2 separate regions of the Sus scrofa genome follow, and region 1 is linked to region 2. Evidence: chromatin contacts called from public Hi-C data. All regions are on one chromosome and are shown on one strand. The core of a region is the stretch at or near the end of the contact, and the rest is flanking DNA. Distances in the headings are between cores, read along the strand shown.

Region 1 (7,476 bases), core at 3,890-6,389, 360 kb after region 2:
TACACAGACTACTCAACATTTCAATATTACTCAAGGGTTTTAGCCTTTTGCTTGTAGGATGAGTGCTTTCAAATGCCCACACAGCCTGGACTCCCTGTGCTGAGGGAAGCAGGCACAGAGGCGTGTTCTACGTATACCCTGACCACCACTGTGAAAGAGGACAGCAAGTGGATGTGCTCTGGTCCTCTTAATAAAATTTCCTGGGCTAAAAATGATTAGCAATAATTACAGTCAATCATTTGAGGTAGGTTTTATAGACTCAAAGATCAAGCTACTACAGTTTTTTGAATACATGGACAACATTATATAGTCCATATGTTTTCATGATATAAAATCTCTCTTCTGATAAAAATACACACAAACTTTGATGTGACTTAAGTTGAGAACAATAGCTAACTCCCAGTGCAGTAATTCCCTCTTTCTCCATAAATAAGGGATGACTGAATCATCAAACATGTGGTGGGATTCAGGGAGGTATCAGGCCTGCAGATGAGAATTTGACCAAGAATCTCCTAGAACATCTGGTCTCCAGGATCTCAAACACTTTCTGCCTTTCAGATCTCTCTCACCTGGCCTCCAAGATTCCAATCTTTCTTTATGATCTAGTAGATATCATTTCCCCTTTCCTATCTATCTAGCTTAATCTGTTCAACCTCAATCTCTTTTAGTGAAATTCTTCTTTTCTTCTGGGAGTCTAATCAAAATAACTTTATTTTTCTTTCAACCTCCCACTGCTCTTGTTCCTACTTCAGAGGAAAGCCTGCTTTGAAAACTACCCAGTTCCTCCAGGAGAGTCTCAGCAAACCTGATTCCCTGATTTCTACATAAGGCTTTTCAATTTTCTCTTATTAAAAACATGAGCTGACAATAACTCCATTAATTCCAGGGAGTTGTTCTTCCACCTAACTTAAGACAATAACCTCTTTAGAGATTCACTAACAAAATCCTGCCTCTGTCTGAACTCCAGGCTGAACTCATGAAATTTATAGCCATCAGAGGAGGTTGTATGCTTAGCAAAGGAAAGTCGATTTCAGACCATGTTGGATAAGAAAGAGCAATGGCTTCAACAGCTCATCAACAAACCACATGATACCAAGGGGATGGTCTTGCCACTGTCCCCACTTTGACCCTAGAACTGGTTACAGGTAAAAACAAGTTAAAGAACAGAATTTGAGAGAGCCAATCAATGACTGTTCCCAACCCTTTTATAAAAGGCAGGAACCATACACACCACTGTTCCTAAATCCTGGCCTGCAGAGAAACATGTAAAGAGAACAAAGATGTTTCCACTTATCAATGCCAAAAAACCTGTACAAACCAAAAGATACTTTTATTTTATACCCAGTGCAGCTGCTAAGGTCAAAAACGGCCACCTAGCTTCCATCGCTTATGCCTGATAAAAATAGCCACACACCTGTGACTACCAGCAGTAAAGATGTCACAGATGATAAACAGAATCCTGAGAGACCCACCTTTTCGAAAGACCTCTCTTCCAAACCACACTAGCAGCAGCCTTAATCTCCTTGAGCAATGGTTAGGTTCCTGAAGGGACATTCAGTATCCAATCTTGAAGTTTCTAGACTTTATGTCCTACACAGGGATTTGAGGAGGCTACTCACTTCACATCCTCTCCATTCTTTTTTTTTTTTTTTCATTTTTAAATTTCTATTGAAGTATAGCTGACTTAAAATGTTGAGATCATTTCTGTTGTACAGAAAAAGTGATTCGGGTATACAAGTACACACATCCATTCTCTTTCAGATTCTTTCCCCATATAGGTTATCACACAATACTGGGTAGTTCTCTGTGTTACACAGCAGGTCCCTTTTGGCCAATCATTGCATATACCACAGTGTGCATATGCCAAACCCAAAGTGAGTTCTGAATCGGTGCGAGAGTCAAAGATGAAAATGCTAGTTTTATTACAGAACTAAAAATGAGGCAGGTCAGTATTTATTAAAAAGGAGCAAGCTCCAAGACCCAGAGCTAGATTTTGAAAGATAGGTGTATAACCATATGTGGTATATGTCATCTTTATGTGTACATGTATGTACATATAACAAGAGACCAAAACAGTCTTTCCACACCATTCCATAAAGTCTAGATTTTAGACCTTGTGCATGGGAAATTTGGGACAAGAGTAGATAATTAACTAGGCAGTCACTTAAAAGATTATGGCTCAATTCACTCCCTGTTGAGCACAGAATCCTGAATTAAGAGAAGCCATAGAGATGGAGCTCTGTGAAATAGCTTGCATTAGTGAAACAGTGGATATTTCACTCTTGCTCTCAGAACATTCGTATATATCTCCCATTCCCATGGAAACCCACCAGTGAGAAGGTTACTTCCCAATACTATTATGCTGCTACACAAGGAGCTAAACAGGTATAGAGTAACAGATTTGAATTAAGTTGGTACAAATTAGCCCTTAACTCAAGTAGCCAGGTACAGGTATCTCTGAACAAGCATTGTGGTTCAACTGATGCCTAGTTATACATTCTAACCCAGGGATCCATGAACTTTTTGTTAAAGATAGCAGTAGTAAATATTTTAGGCTTTGTGGGCCATATAGTCCTTGTCACAACTACTCAACACTATCATTACAGGGTGAGAGCAGCCATAAACAATACATACACGAATGGATGTGGCTCGGCTCCAATCAAACTTGATTTTTTTTTCTTTCTGACCATGCCCCTGACATGTGAAGTTCCCAGGCCAGAGATGAAACACACACAACAACCTCAACCCAAGCCACTACAGCAGCCATGCTGGAACCTTAACCTGCTGACCCACAGGAGAACTCCAAACCTGATTTACAAAAACAGGAAAGCAATATTTGCCGCTCTGTGGTATAACCTGTAAAGTAAGGTGACATCTCTTCTTAGCTTAAGTAATGTGGTGCAAAAACGCAAGAACATTTCCATAGCCTGAGTACTCACTATCTCTTACCCAGACTGCTGTGGTAACTTCTGATTTCTGACTAGCTTTTGCATGTTCTGATTTGTCTTATGCAACTCCACCATCATTTTACCACCAAAATTCAATCCTGATTATAGGACCACCTTGCATAAAAACTTCCCATGTTTCATAGTCATTTCAAGAATGAAATACGGAGTTCCCGTCATGGCACAGGGAAACAAATCCGACTAGGAACCATGAGGTTGCAGGTTCGATCCCTGGCCTCGCTCAGTGGGTTAAGGATCCGGCACTGCTGTGAGCTGTGGTGTAGGTCACAGATGCAGCTTGGATCTGGCACTGCTGTGGCTCTGGTGTAGGCTGGCAGCTGTAGCTCAGATTCAACCCCTAGCCTGGGAACCTCCATATGCCACTAGTGTGGCCCTAAAAAGACAAAAACAAAAAAAATTTCTTCATCAGGAAAACAATCCCTGTCTAGATTCCAACCTACTGGTAAAAGTCTTTCTTCCATATGCTAGCCTGCAGTTCTGCTGAAGTGTCAAATAGTCTCTAAATACGTCATACTCTATTACTCTTCAAATATTTTCACATACTACATTAGTCAGAGCATCAAATGCCAACTACCCCAACAGACAGGCTTAATACAGTAAAAATCTACCCCTTTCTCCGATGAAGTATGATATAGGTCTGAGGGGGCATTCCTCCATCCAGTAACTTAGAGATCCAGGTTCCCTCCACCTCGTGACTCATCCTTTTCAAAATATTACTACCAAATGTGGGACAGCAGGAGAAAAGAGAAATGGAAGGTGCCTAGGATAGTAAGTAAGGCATCCTTTCTGTTCGCGATCCCATTCACTAAGATTCAGTCACATGACCTCAATCCAACTGCAAGCAATCTGAAAAATACAGGGGAGCACAGAGACAATTCGTCAGTACAAATTGTCTCAGCCATGTATATGCCCTCCCATTGCTTAGAATAGCTCTTTGCTTTTCTTTTTAGTCAATACATTTTCATCTTCCAAGCTCAGATCAAATGTCACCTTCTTGACCTCTTCAGACAATATTTCCCCTCTCTGATGCTCCCATAAGTAATATAAATATCTACTGTGTGTGTATTCCACTTTACAATTATTTGTCTGAGCATCTAACTCCAGTTAAGAAGATTACCTTTCTCATCGATGACATCCCAGAACCATGCCAAGCACCTATAAACACATAATACATACTTGATATGTGAATGAATGAATGAATGAATGAACCAAGATGAGCTCTAGAAAGATTTGCCCATGGAAACAAAAAAGCAAAGAAATTGACTTTCTCATAAGCCCTAATCACGGGTCTGACTTCCTAGTTAAGTATGAAGCTGCCTGTGGTAAATGAGCTCTCACAAGAGTGATTCCTGGACCAAATTCATTAACGTTGAAAACAACTAAAAGAGCCACATGATTATAGTGTACCCTATAAAGTTTAAAACAATATAATATTTTGATCCTGGAACTGGAAGACTTGAAAAGTTTCCAGTTGGGAGCAGGAGCTGTTGTTGAGACTCACTGTCCTAGGGCTTTCCTCCGAGAAAATGGGAGAATTGGATGGGTGGTGCAAGTATTTCCAGGCGGCCAGCCAAGTTAGTGATCCCAGGCATGTGTGTGTTGTGAGACACACTGTCCTTCTCCCAGGCTGACATCTGCATCCCCTCCCAGTCTAATCAAGTCTTTCTTATTTCTCCAAAATAAAGACCACATTCATAAAAAGTCAGTGAAGTCCATCCTTCTTGCAAAGCAGAGAAATGTCAGGAACTGGAAGTCTCTGCCTGGCGCTTTTGGTAGCCTGCTGCATTCTGACTGAGGTTAGGTAACCATAACAAAAAGCAAAACGAATGACTTCAGTGAAAAGTTTGCCCGGGGCAAAGCCAAGAGGTATGATATTTCTCTTGGATGACAATCAACAGAGGCACTTAAACTAATGTAGGAATTGTTCAAAATTCTGGAGACAAGTGTAATATATTTAAGGACTCTTAAGGGTTTGTTTTTGTTTTGTTTTGTTTTTCAAGTTTTTAATTTCTTTAGTTGGTTGGCTTTTGTCCTCCTTGCCCCAAAGAATTCATTAAGGACTTAGTCATGAATTTGGGGCTAGTGTTAAAAGAGCTGCCTTAATATCAGTGCTCTGTGGTTTATAAGCTCACCATTTTCCCAGGAGGATCTGGAGTCATATTAGCTGTAACTCTGCTAAACACATCTCTCAATGAATCCCTGCCATTAGCACCAAAAATTCCAGCTGGTTGACTAGCTGTGGGCAACATCTCATCTCGCTGACAAAATCTACCATCAGCCTCGATTAGTTTGGAGAGCTTGTCTCATCAGAAAAGCTCCATGACAAATCTACTTCGGGGGCTGACGTTAAGCCACTGCCACCAGGACAAAGGTCAAAATACATTTGAGTTCTCGACTCGTGTGAAAACTTATCACTGAAGTACGACTTCTTGCTGAAGGACAGGAGATGCCCTACACTGAGGGTGAAAATTGGCTCCGTGGGGAAAGCTTCAAAGCCATTTCAACCATTAAAATGTGACTGGACATATCAGGAAAACAGAAGGGGCTGAAGCGGAGAGTGGGGATGCCATGGGGAGCTGATAAAGAACTTGCTCCAGAAAATGGCCTGGTGCCGATATCATTGTTCTCATTGGCAAGAAGCATTGGGGTCAGAGCCTCATTACAAATAAGCTGTTTAGCATACCAACTATTGGTGTATTTGCCACGTTTAGACAACTTCATGTCAAAGATTAATAATGCCAATGTGGACTGCCTCTCTGAGATGTGCTAAAGCTTGCCACCCAGAAGGAAAATAAAGATTCTGTAGTACTTTAAATCTGTTCAACAGAGTGAGACACAGAAGCTGCTCGAAAGCTTGGTAAAACGAGACAATGCTCAGCTGCTCCTGGATGTGATAAGAGTGGCTTATCCAGTGCAGTGGTTTTGGAGAGTGGTCACCAGGCCAGCAGCATCAGCATCACACACAAACTCACTTGAAATGAAGAATCTCTGGCCACAGCCTAGACTTGCTGATTCAAAAACTCTATCATTAGGACCCAGCAATGTGTTTTAAGGAGCCTCCGGGTCAGTCCAATACCAACTCGAGTCAGAGCACCACTGCTTCATGGTCAGCTCCTAACCCAACCACCCACTCAACAGATGACCTATGGAAGTCACTTAACCTTACTGTCCTTCGATCCTGTTCCATCTAGAAAATAGTTATTTCAACCACTGTGGTCTGAACCTGCTACCTCCCTCCATGTTCCTGGCTAGATGGTCAGAACAACCTATTCTGAACATCTCTCTTTCTTCTGCAAAGGTCCTGGAGTTGCCAAGATGTATCCAGACCTCATTTTGCATAAATCTATGCCCTCTGAGGAACTGAGCTTAACAGGGCTGTTGTTTTTGTTTATTTTTAACTTGTCCTGGATTTGAATATGGAAAAGACTAAAGGATTCCAGACCAGAGTCTGTCTAGATCAGGGATTGACCAAATCTGGCCAGATGCCCATTTTTGTAAGTGAAGTCTTACTGGCTCACAGCCACACCCACTCACTGCACACCATCCAGGGCTACTTGCCAGCTATAACAGCAGTGTTGAGGAGACGTGACAGAGACACATTAGCCCTCAAGGCCTAAAATATTTACTCTCTGTTCCTTTACAGAAAGCACTTTCAGACCACTGGTCTAGATACATAATTAGGCCACACTGAAGTAGAAGAACAAGAGGGGGCATCTATGTAATCATGAACTGAGGAGGAACAGGGGCTTCAGGAGTGACAACAGAGGGATCTCTGCCGGGAGAGCATGGATGGTGTCCTGGTGACGAAAAGCCCCAGGACTGAATCTCAGGACAGGTGCAGGGCCCCAAAAAGGCAGCCTAACCTATGAAAAGCCCCTCTGATGATTTCACACAAACTACCCCACAGACCGCACTTCAAAAAATGGAGAATGATCTGGCTTTTCAGATGCATGAAGGCATAAGCTCTGGTGCTCTTAGAAAGTTCACCAAATAAAAATCTGTTCTAAATCTCTCAATTGCAGCTGTGATTTTTTTGCACTTTCTAACAAATTTGGCAGGAGGTGGAAGGATAAATTTAAACTTCCAGGCTAAATTAATTTAGCCTGGAATGTGTGTGGTTGCTTATTTAACCTTCAAATTTATACTACTAATTCTTCAACTCCATACCTATAAAGATAATTTTAAATTTATGGAACTCCACTTTGATCTGACCAGAAAGCTAAGTGGAGTTTTAACTTGTACCATTGCATGAACAAATGCTTGTTCCAAAAAATGTAACCATGAGGCATTTTGGAATAGGAAGTTCTAATCTCTCAAAAAAACAGATGGGTGGATAGCGTGCACACATCAAGGGAATTTTCAGGGTACAGTGAGAAGACCAACTGATACTTCAAAGATAACAAAGGAAATTTTAAAAATTGTCAAGTTTACAAACAAATGCAAAACTGTTCAGAATTCTGGGATGAGTGGATGTGGGTTCCCCATGAGGATGTGGGTTCAATCCCTGGCC
Region 2 (7,751 bases), core at 3,100-5,599:
AGATGTGGTATATATTTTATAACAGAATAGACTAGAACTCAACCATAAAAAAAGAAACAATGCCATTTGCATCAACATGGATGGACTTAGAGCTTATCGAGCTAAGAGAAGTGAGAAAGAGAAAGATAAATACCATATAATAGCACTTACATGTGAAATCTAAAATATGATACAAGAAGTTCCCATCGTGGCACAGTGGAAACGAATCTGACTAGGGACCATGAGGTTGAAGGTTCTACACATGGCCTCACTCAGTGGGTTAAGGATCCAGTGTTACCGTGAGCTGTGGTGTAGGTTGCAGATGTGGCTCAGATTTGGCAGATCTGGCATTGTTATGGCTGTGGTGTCGGCCAGCAGCTGCAGCTCCAATTCAATCCCTAGCCTGGGAACTTCCATATGCAGAGGGTGTGGCCCTAAAACAACAACAACAACAAAAAGACCAAAAAAAACAAACAAAAACAAAAACAAAACACATTCTCAGCCTTAACGCATTGTATATCTTACCAGTGAATTTATATTTTAAATCAGCAACTGCTTGGAGCAAGGGGAGGAGAGAAGGCATTTTCAAAAAGAGAAGGTAATTCCCTTTTGGCAGAAGGGATTCAAAGGTGCTCTCTGGCTCCACCCAGGGGTGGAGGAGTGAACTGTCTGGTGAGAAAGGAAGAAGGAACTGAGCATGACTCCTTGGTCGCTCTCCCTCCCTTGGCCCCTCCTGTCCCATAGGCTGGCTTCACTCAGACCAGATTTATTTCAGGGAATCAGAGAATATCTTCTTAAAGAAGTAACATTTAAGCTGAGACTAGAAAATAAAGAGAAGAGAATACGGGTTTATATGGGATCCTATGTGATTAGGAAGAGTGTCCTGAGCTAGGAGAATGATTGTGAAGGGTGGATGGAGAGAAAGAATGGCTCCTGCAATTACAATCCTCTACCTGGACTCTCACCTGATGTTAGAAAGGATAATCTCTCAGTTTGGAATCAAGAGGATATTTTGTGCTCATTCATTCATTCATCCTAGAGCCGCTCTCCTAGGTGACAGAAACGTAATTCTGAGTTAGACCTAGTACCTGATCTCAGGAAACTGTTTTTGACTGGGGATGCAGATGTGTAAATAAGTTTGTTCATAGAACAGTGTAGGTGCTCTTCTAGAAGACAGTGGTAGAGGATTTATGAGGCTGGAGAGACCTATGTGACAAGCAGAAAGAAGTGACACTCGAATGTTGGAAAATGAGTATTTTTTTACGAAGTCAGAAAGAAATCTTCTTGTCCATCTTTGGTGTTTCTTTTCCTGGACCTTTGTGCCTTAGAAATCTGATGATTATATGGTGTAGTATTCCCTGCCATAAACATTCTTCCTTCCAATTTCTAGCCAGTGTGATGTCACTATGAGACTATGTCTGGTGTAAATGGGATATAATCCCAAGGCAAATCAGAAATGAAATAAGATCTCTTTAAGAAGAACAAATTAGCCTCAACATAATAAAATAGTTACAACTTTGTGGGAGATATGTAAAATGGTTTACATCACTGAACTGTCCCAGATGGTACACATAAGGCAAGACTGTATCTTAAAATGGATGTATGGTGGATTTGGTTACAAAGGTACAGTATGTGCACAGCACATATGTGTGGAATAATCTTTCTAGCATTTCTGGCCTCCAGGACAATGAATGTTTATGATGATGTGCCACACGAATATACCCATGACTTCCAAAGTAATAAAGAGAACAGAGTATCTAAAACCAGTGAGATGTCAAAAGAAAATGTGATCATTGGAAAAGAGAAAACACATTGCTGAATATACAAAAGAAAGGAAAGGACCTCAGACGAGGGCACATGTAAGACAACACAAATAATAAAATGCTTGTAAAAATGCAATGAATGGCAACTTCCAGAAAGGAAGGGAGTGGAAGGCTTCTCTATTGCCCTGCAAGAATGGCAGAGCCGGGGTCCCTCGGGGAGGTGGGAGAGCTCTTAGTGGTGTGGGAAATGCAATCAAAGAGCAGGGAACACTGATTTGGTTAGACCAGTCACTCGGCTGTGAACTTTGGGTCATACGCAGTTAAGGGCGGAAGGAGAAGGCAGGAAGTATTCTAACGAGAATTCAATTAATTCAAGGAATCTCAGAAACCAGGTGTAAACTCTGCCGGATATTAAATGATCCCTGAGAGGAGACTTAGGGTTTCATAGCGCGTCAGATCAATTTGCAAGGAGCTGGCAAATTGGCAGCTGCCCGACTGTGGCTTCGGCTTCCCCCTCCCAGATCCAAATAATTACCATCTTTGGGCTCTAAGCGAGTGTGACTTGAAACCCCTCACCAGGCTAGTGAAGTGAAGGACCCCGTTCTGCTCCACCCTGGCTCCCCGTGTGGAGCTTCCGTTGCAACTGCCATCCCAGAAGCCAGAGGAGGTCCTGGCTACCCTTAAAATGGTTCCAACCAGTTGCAGGGCTCAGCATGGGGACCTGGTTTCCTGTGGGTGTTGGACTGGCCATGATGAAATGACGCATAACAGTCTGATGCCGGGGCTCAAAGCAGCAGGAGCTTAATACCAAAGGGGGCAGAAGATGAAAACACAGCTGAAGAACAATGTCCTGCTGGAGAGAAGTGTTGAGTGGGGCCCCCGCAGGGGCCACTCCGAGGGCCTTTAAAGACTTTATGTCCGCATGATTAGCCAAGATGAAGGGGCCAGCTGCAAACTTTAATTTCCTGATGACACAAAGGAACCATGAACAATATATAGATAGGATTTGAATTTGTAATAAGCAGTGGCCTAATCCACAGCAAAGGATAGTCAGTGCAGAGCAGACAAAAAAAAAAAAAAAAAAAAGCTGGTGAACTTTCTTAGGTTCCCCATTCAGACCTGCTCTTTACTGAGAGTTTTACTTCCAGCAATTTATCTTGGAAGAATCACTGGGCTTGGCTGTGGGAAAGAAGCAGCACACTTTGCGCTACGACACTGAATTCCTGACAGAAGACAAACCAGAGTTTGTGTAATGTGTGGGCACCTGGTCTGGAGAATATTCCAGATAAAGGAATGACTTCATTAGTCCACTGAAAATATGTTGCCAGATGCAAACCTTTTATTGAATTCTTAATCTTGAGCCAGGGCAGGGACTTTTTAAAAATAATAAATGCTTTCTTCATTCTTAGATAAAAACTTTTTTTTTTTTTTAACACTGTTGGAATCAAACTAGCTGCTGGAAAAGAAAAGTTCAACTTTCACTTTTGTTTTCACCCCTTCAGCTCTAATCATCTTCAAGTGTTAAGGTGAAGAATAAGAATAATAAAAAAAAGTTTAGGTCAACAGGAAGTGCCACGTGATGGCTTTAATAGGGCAGGGAAAGCCATGGGACAAAAGCGGCCAGATGTTTTGACAGGGCACTGTGGAGCAAACAGAGTCTGGGAAAGGAAAAGAAGCATTTCAACAATTCTCAGAACAGGGGGCTTTTTGTATCCAACACTTGGAAAGATCCCAGATTGAGTGCTTTCTTCTAAGAGGCAAAAGATGAGAAATCTGCATATGCATCAGTATCATGCATGCAACATGTTACTCTTATTAATTATGGAAACCTCCCCCAACAGAAGGAGCATTTACCCGGTGCTTCAAACTTTACCTACCCCATTTTCTTATTTAGTTGTCCTGCAAAGTTGGCTTTATGATTCCCACTGTACAGGTGGGTCCATTTATGCTGAGAACTTACTTTACGTGTCCAAAGATGTTCTCAGTGTTAAATGTTACAGCTAAATTGGAGCCCAGTCTGCATGACCTGAGATGAGTACCCCAGCCCCCTTGCAATGACAGAAGTCACAAGAAAGACACTTAGGACTTCAGGATGACTGCCTCATTATTACTGAGGTCTATCCCCAGTGCCCCCATTGCTAAAAGCAGGACAGCCCTTTGGGGTGGCTATCTAGCTCTTTCTACCCACTGCGACCCCCAATCCCACCCCAGGAAAAATAACAATGACAAAGAACGTCCTACATGGACTTTTTAATAATGTTGATGGAATTCCTTAGTGTGGCTTCACAAAAGGAATGCAGCGGGAGTATATCTAGTGTTGAAAGAAGGCACCTCAGAGAGAATCCAGCCGCTGGTTTTCCTTCTTTCCTCCTTCAAACACAAAAGGAACAGGGCAACAGGTTTGTTGGAGAAAAAGAAAATCCTCCTGTGTGATATGTGTGTCCTTGTGGGTCAGACTCTGGAAGCTCTGGTCAAGTTCTGGCACTCAGAAACTCTATTTGGGCCTGCCTCTCCTTGGTACCGAAGGTGCCTCAAGGCTGGAGCTGGCTGGAAGCAGGCTTGCCAGCTGCCAGGACCTGGATCTGATGGCCTTGTGGGCACAGCTGTTGGGGAGACTGGGCACTGTTCCGAGGGGAGTGTGTCATCACCCAACTGCCTGGGTGGTGATGGGGCGTGGGGGAGGTTTAGAACTCAAAGGAGCCCATTCTAACATTTTCTTCTTTTACTGAATTGTCTTGTCTTTTTTTGCCTCTGCCTGTTCTCTGGCGTCTCCTTTGCTTTCTGTCCCCTCTTTGTCCTCAAAACCCTCTGTGTCAGAGCAAATTGTTCTGTCATCCTATCCGGGAAAATTGCTGTAGGTGACCAGCCCCTGAGTCTTTCTCACCCAGATAGTCCTCAGAACAAAGCTGAGAAACAGGTATGCTGCGGGATGGGCTGCCGGAAGCCCTGCCCTCCATCCAGCCTTCCCGTCTAGGACAATTGAGCTAATCAATGTGATCGAAGCACAGCTGAGCTAAGGACGGACGCCAAGAAAGTGTAGGGGGTCCAGACAAACGGTGCTTGACTCACTGCTAAACAGCTTAAGTTTCCATTCTGAAAATTACTTCGGTTTTACTTAGCTCATCTTCTGAACGAGGCAGCCAGTTCCAAGAACGGAGGCGTGACGAAGATGCCCCATCTCCTGTGCATGTGCTCTCCATTTTATTTGACCTGTGGTGTCGGGATGAGTGTGGAGTGGGGGGGGGGGTGTTCGACGCCTGTTCCAAGGCTGGCGTGTGACTGCTTTCCTTTGCCCAGGTGAGAAAGCAAAGCAATCAAGTTAAAACTGTATTTCCATGTCCTCCTCCGAAAAGCATGTTACTTAGTGAATTGACGTGTTGTTTCTTTTATCTCAAGATCTGTGGTAACTCGTATCTCCTGAAATGAGTCTGAGGTCCTTTGTTCCAACAGAAGTAGATGACCCGGTGTTATTGAAAAATAGCAAAGGAATTTTCTAAGATTTTCAGGACAATAATGTGTATCTCTCTATATTTTTTAGTCACTGAGCGAGGTACTGCTGTTCATGGTGTGGAAAGGCAGTCCCGTTAGAGACACCAGGTTAGAATCTTCATGCTGCCACTTGCTGGCTGTTTGGCACAAGCATGTAACACTAATCTCAGATTCAACTTCCTCACTTGCCACATGAGGGTAATAATAATAATACTTACTTCATTGAATTGTTATGAGAAACTGATGAAATAATAAATATATTAAGCACTTGGCCCCATGGCTGCTTTATAGTGGGTGTTCAATAAGTAAATCCTAATTCAGATAATATCTACCTCAGACTGATGTAAAATTAAATATGCCAATGTATGTTAAGGACCTGCACATAGTAGGTACTATAAATATCATTCTCCTCTTCCTCCCATATCATGGTGCACAGGCTTGTAAAACATTAGATGTAAGACTATGCTTACAGGAGTTCCCGCTGTGGCTCAGCGGGTTAAGAACCCAATTGCAGTGGCTCCAGTCACTGTGCAGGAGATGCAGGTTTGATCCCAGGCCATGGGCACAGTGGGTTAAAGGTTCTGATGTTGCTGAAGCTGCAGTGTAGGTCAAAGCTGGGGCTCAGATTCAATCCCTGGCCTGGGAACTTCCATATGCCCTGGATGCGGCCATTAAAAGAAAAAATAGACTACACTTATATGCTCGCATTTACTTTCTATACTTTAGATCATTCAGTTGAATTACCTCGCGGATTTTAGTATTTCATCTACCTACCACTTTTAAATTAGTGCATCTCCTGAAAAAACCAAATACTGATTCATGTACAGCAAGCAAGCAGATACAACCACAAATTCCACACCCAGCCACCGTGTGGAGGACCCTGTGTGAGGACTGTGCTGGTTTCTCACTGATACAGACAACCTCACACATGTCCATCAGACAACCTCACACATGTCCGTCTGGTTCAGGGCCATAAACCAGAACTCCTCGGCTTGCCCCTCAGGCCTCAGAAATCTCTTCTAGCAAAGAGAGTATCCACAGGCCTGGCTATATGATTTATAATCATCTTTATGTATTCCAAGTCATGGGGAGAGGAAGCAGGCACTAAATGCCAAGGTTTTAAAGACAGTGCCTCACAGAAATGACCATAAATAGCAGCTCAGGAGGCCACTTACATGAAGTTAGACCCGCTTAGAACTGGGGGCTATTACCGGGTGAGCTTATCATAACTTGATTCAAGTGCAATAAGCGAGAAGTGGAGAAGATGACCAGTCAGTGTGAGAAAGCCAAGCGGAGATCAGATAACCACATTAAAAAGATTAAAATGTCCAGCCCGCTATAAATGCCTGCTAAAATCCTAAAAAGGAGTCTGGAGAGACTCATAAAATCATAACTAAGAAAGTAAGGGAGCCCTGAAGCTTTAACCAGATGTTCCTGTGATATGAATGACTGTGTTAGTAAATTTTCATCCTAGCAATACAGCTTTGTATTGATCTTTTGCTTTTATTAGTCAGTGCTGCTATGAGATTAAATATTGTCTGGAAGGAAATACAGGCTTCCCTCTCTAGAAGGCTCTTCTCAGTAACCCAGTGTTTGTTATCGCAAAGCGCACCAGGGAGTTTGTAATGAATTGCTCAACAGAGCAGAGGCTGGAGTCTATAAAAAGAGTTATAGAAGGGGTAGCCTTTTAGAGAATAACCTCATTTGGGAAGCAAGCATTGTGTGCCGGGGCCGAGTGGGAGACCTACAGAGAGCTGTCTGAAACAGAAATAGACATGAGTATTTATGACCAGAAGCACCAATCGCAATATACAGTGCTAAACACTTAATCTATGGTTAGATTTTACTCCAGATCCAAGCTGAAGTCAGCAGAATTAAATCTTCAAGTGTATTTCAGCAGCCTTAAATCCTTCTGATACTGTTAGCGGTGGCAGGGTTCCAAAATGCATTCTGTTAATAAGACAGTAAAGTATAAAATCAAGTTATCTCCTTCAAGGAGAAAAACACAGAGTAAAGGAAACGAGTCTTGTAAAATTACATTCCCGGCACTCAGGCTTTTCTACCTCAGTTCCTTCCAATTTATTCTTTTACTACCAGACCATTCTCCTTGACAAATAACAGGAAAAAAAAAAAGGAAGAAAGGAATCATCTCCCACATTTTTTTAAACTATGAAAGAAATGGTACCCCTGATTTTTTTTTTTTTTCCTTATCTTTACAGGTCAGAGGAGATTAAGGTTTTGCCCTTAAGCTTGTAATGTGCAATACACAATCTCCTTGGGCTAGCAAAAAGAATTCAGCAGGTTACCTTTTCTTTTTCACTTAACATAACTTTTGGTTTACTTTGAGCTAAAAGGAATGTATGCAGCATACACAGGGGTGTTGTTCAAGACCTCAAGGCAACTCCATTAGTTTTCCCTGGAGCAGCATCAAAAGCTTGTTAAGATACAAAAAGAAAGGAAGGAGGAAGGAAGGAAGGAAGGAAGGAAGAAGGAAGGAAGAGAGGGAGGGAGGGGAAGGGT

What was found. A called contact is a pair of places that touch in the nucleus more often than the background predicts.
Region 1: a contact with region 2 is called in a Hi-C map of fetal skeletal muscle, with 1.8 times the contacts expected there. The contact joins two enhancer-like sites. A contact is called at or near these places in 2 of 47 Hi-C or Micro-C datasets (fetal skeletal muscle and mesenteric adipose tissue) and 1 of 2 datasets of contacts at active chromatin or transcription factors (skeletal muscle).

What each region holds. Positions count from the first base shown.
Region 1 is chr6:110,594,267-110,601,742 of Sscrofa11.1, forward strand. No RefSeq gene overlaps it. Among named protein-coding and RNA genes, the nearest start is that of SS18, 190 kb to the right of the region's middle. Within about 2 kb of position 5,140, at least 17 of the 83 cell types and tissues checked have an H3K27ac peak or open chromatin away from gene starts, as enhancers often do. A contact at or near this core is called in fetal skeletal muscle, where this site is marked.
Region 2 is chr6:110,230,507-110,238,257 of Sscrofa11.1, forward strand. No RefSeq gene overlaps it. Among named protein-coding and RNA genes, the nearest start is that of ZNF521, 110 kb to the left of the region's middle. Within about 2 kb of position 4,350, at least 5 of the 83 cell types and tissues checked have an H3K27ac peak or open chromatin away from gene starts, as enhancers often do. A contact at or near this core is called in fetal skeletal muscle, where this site is marked.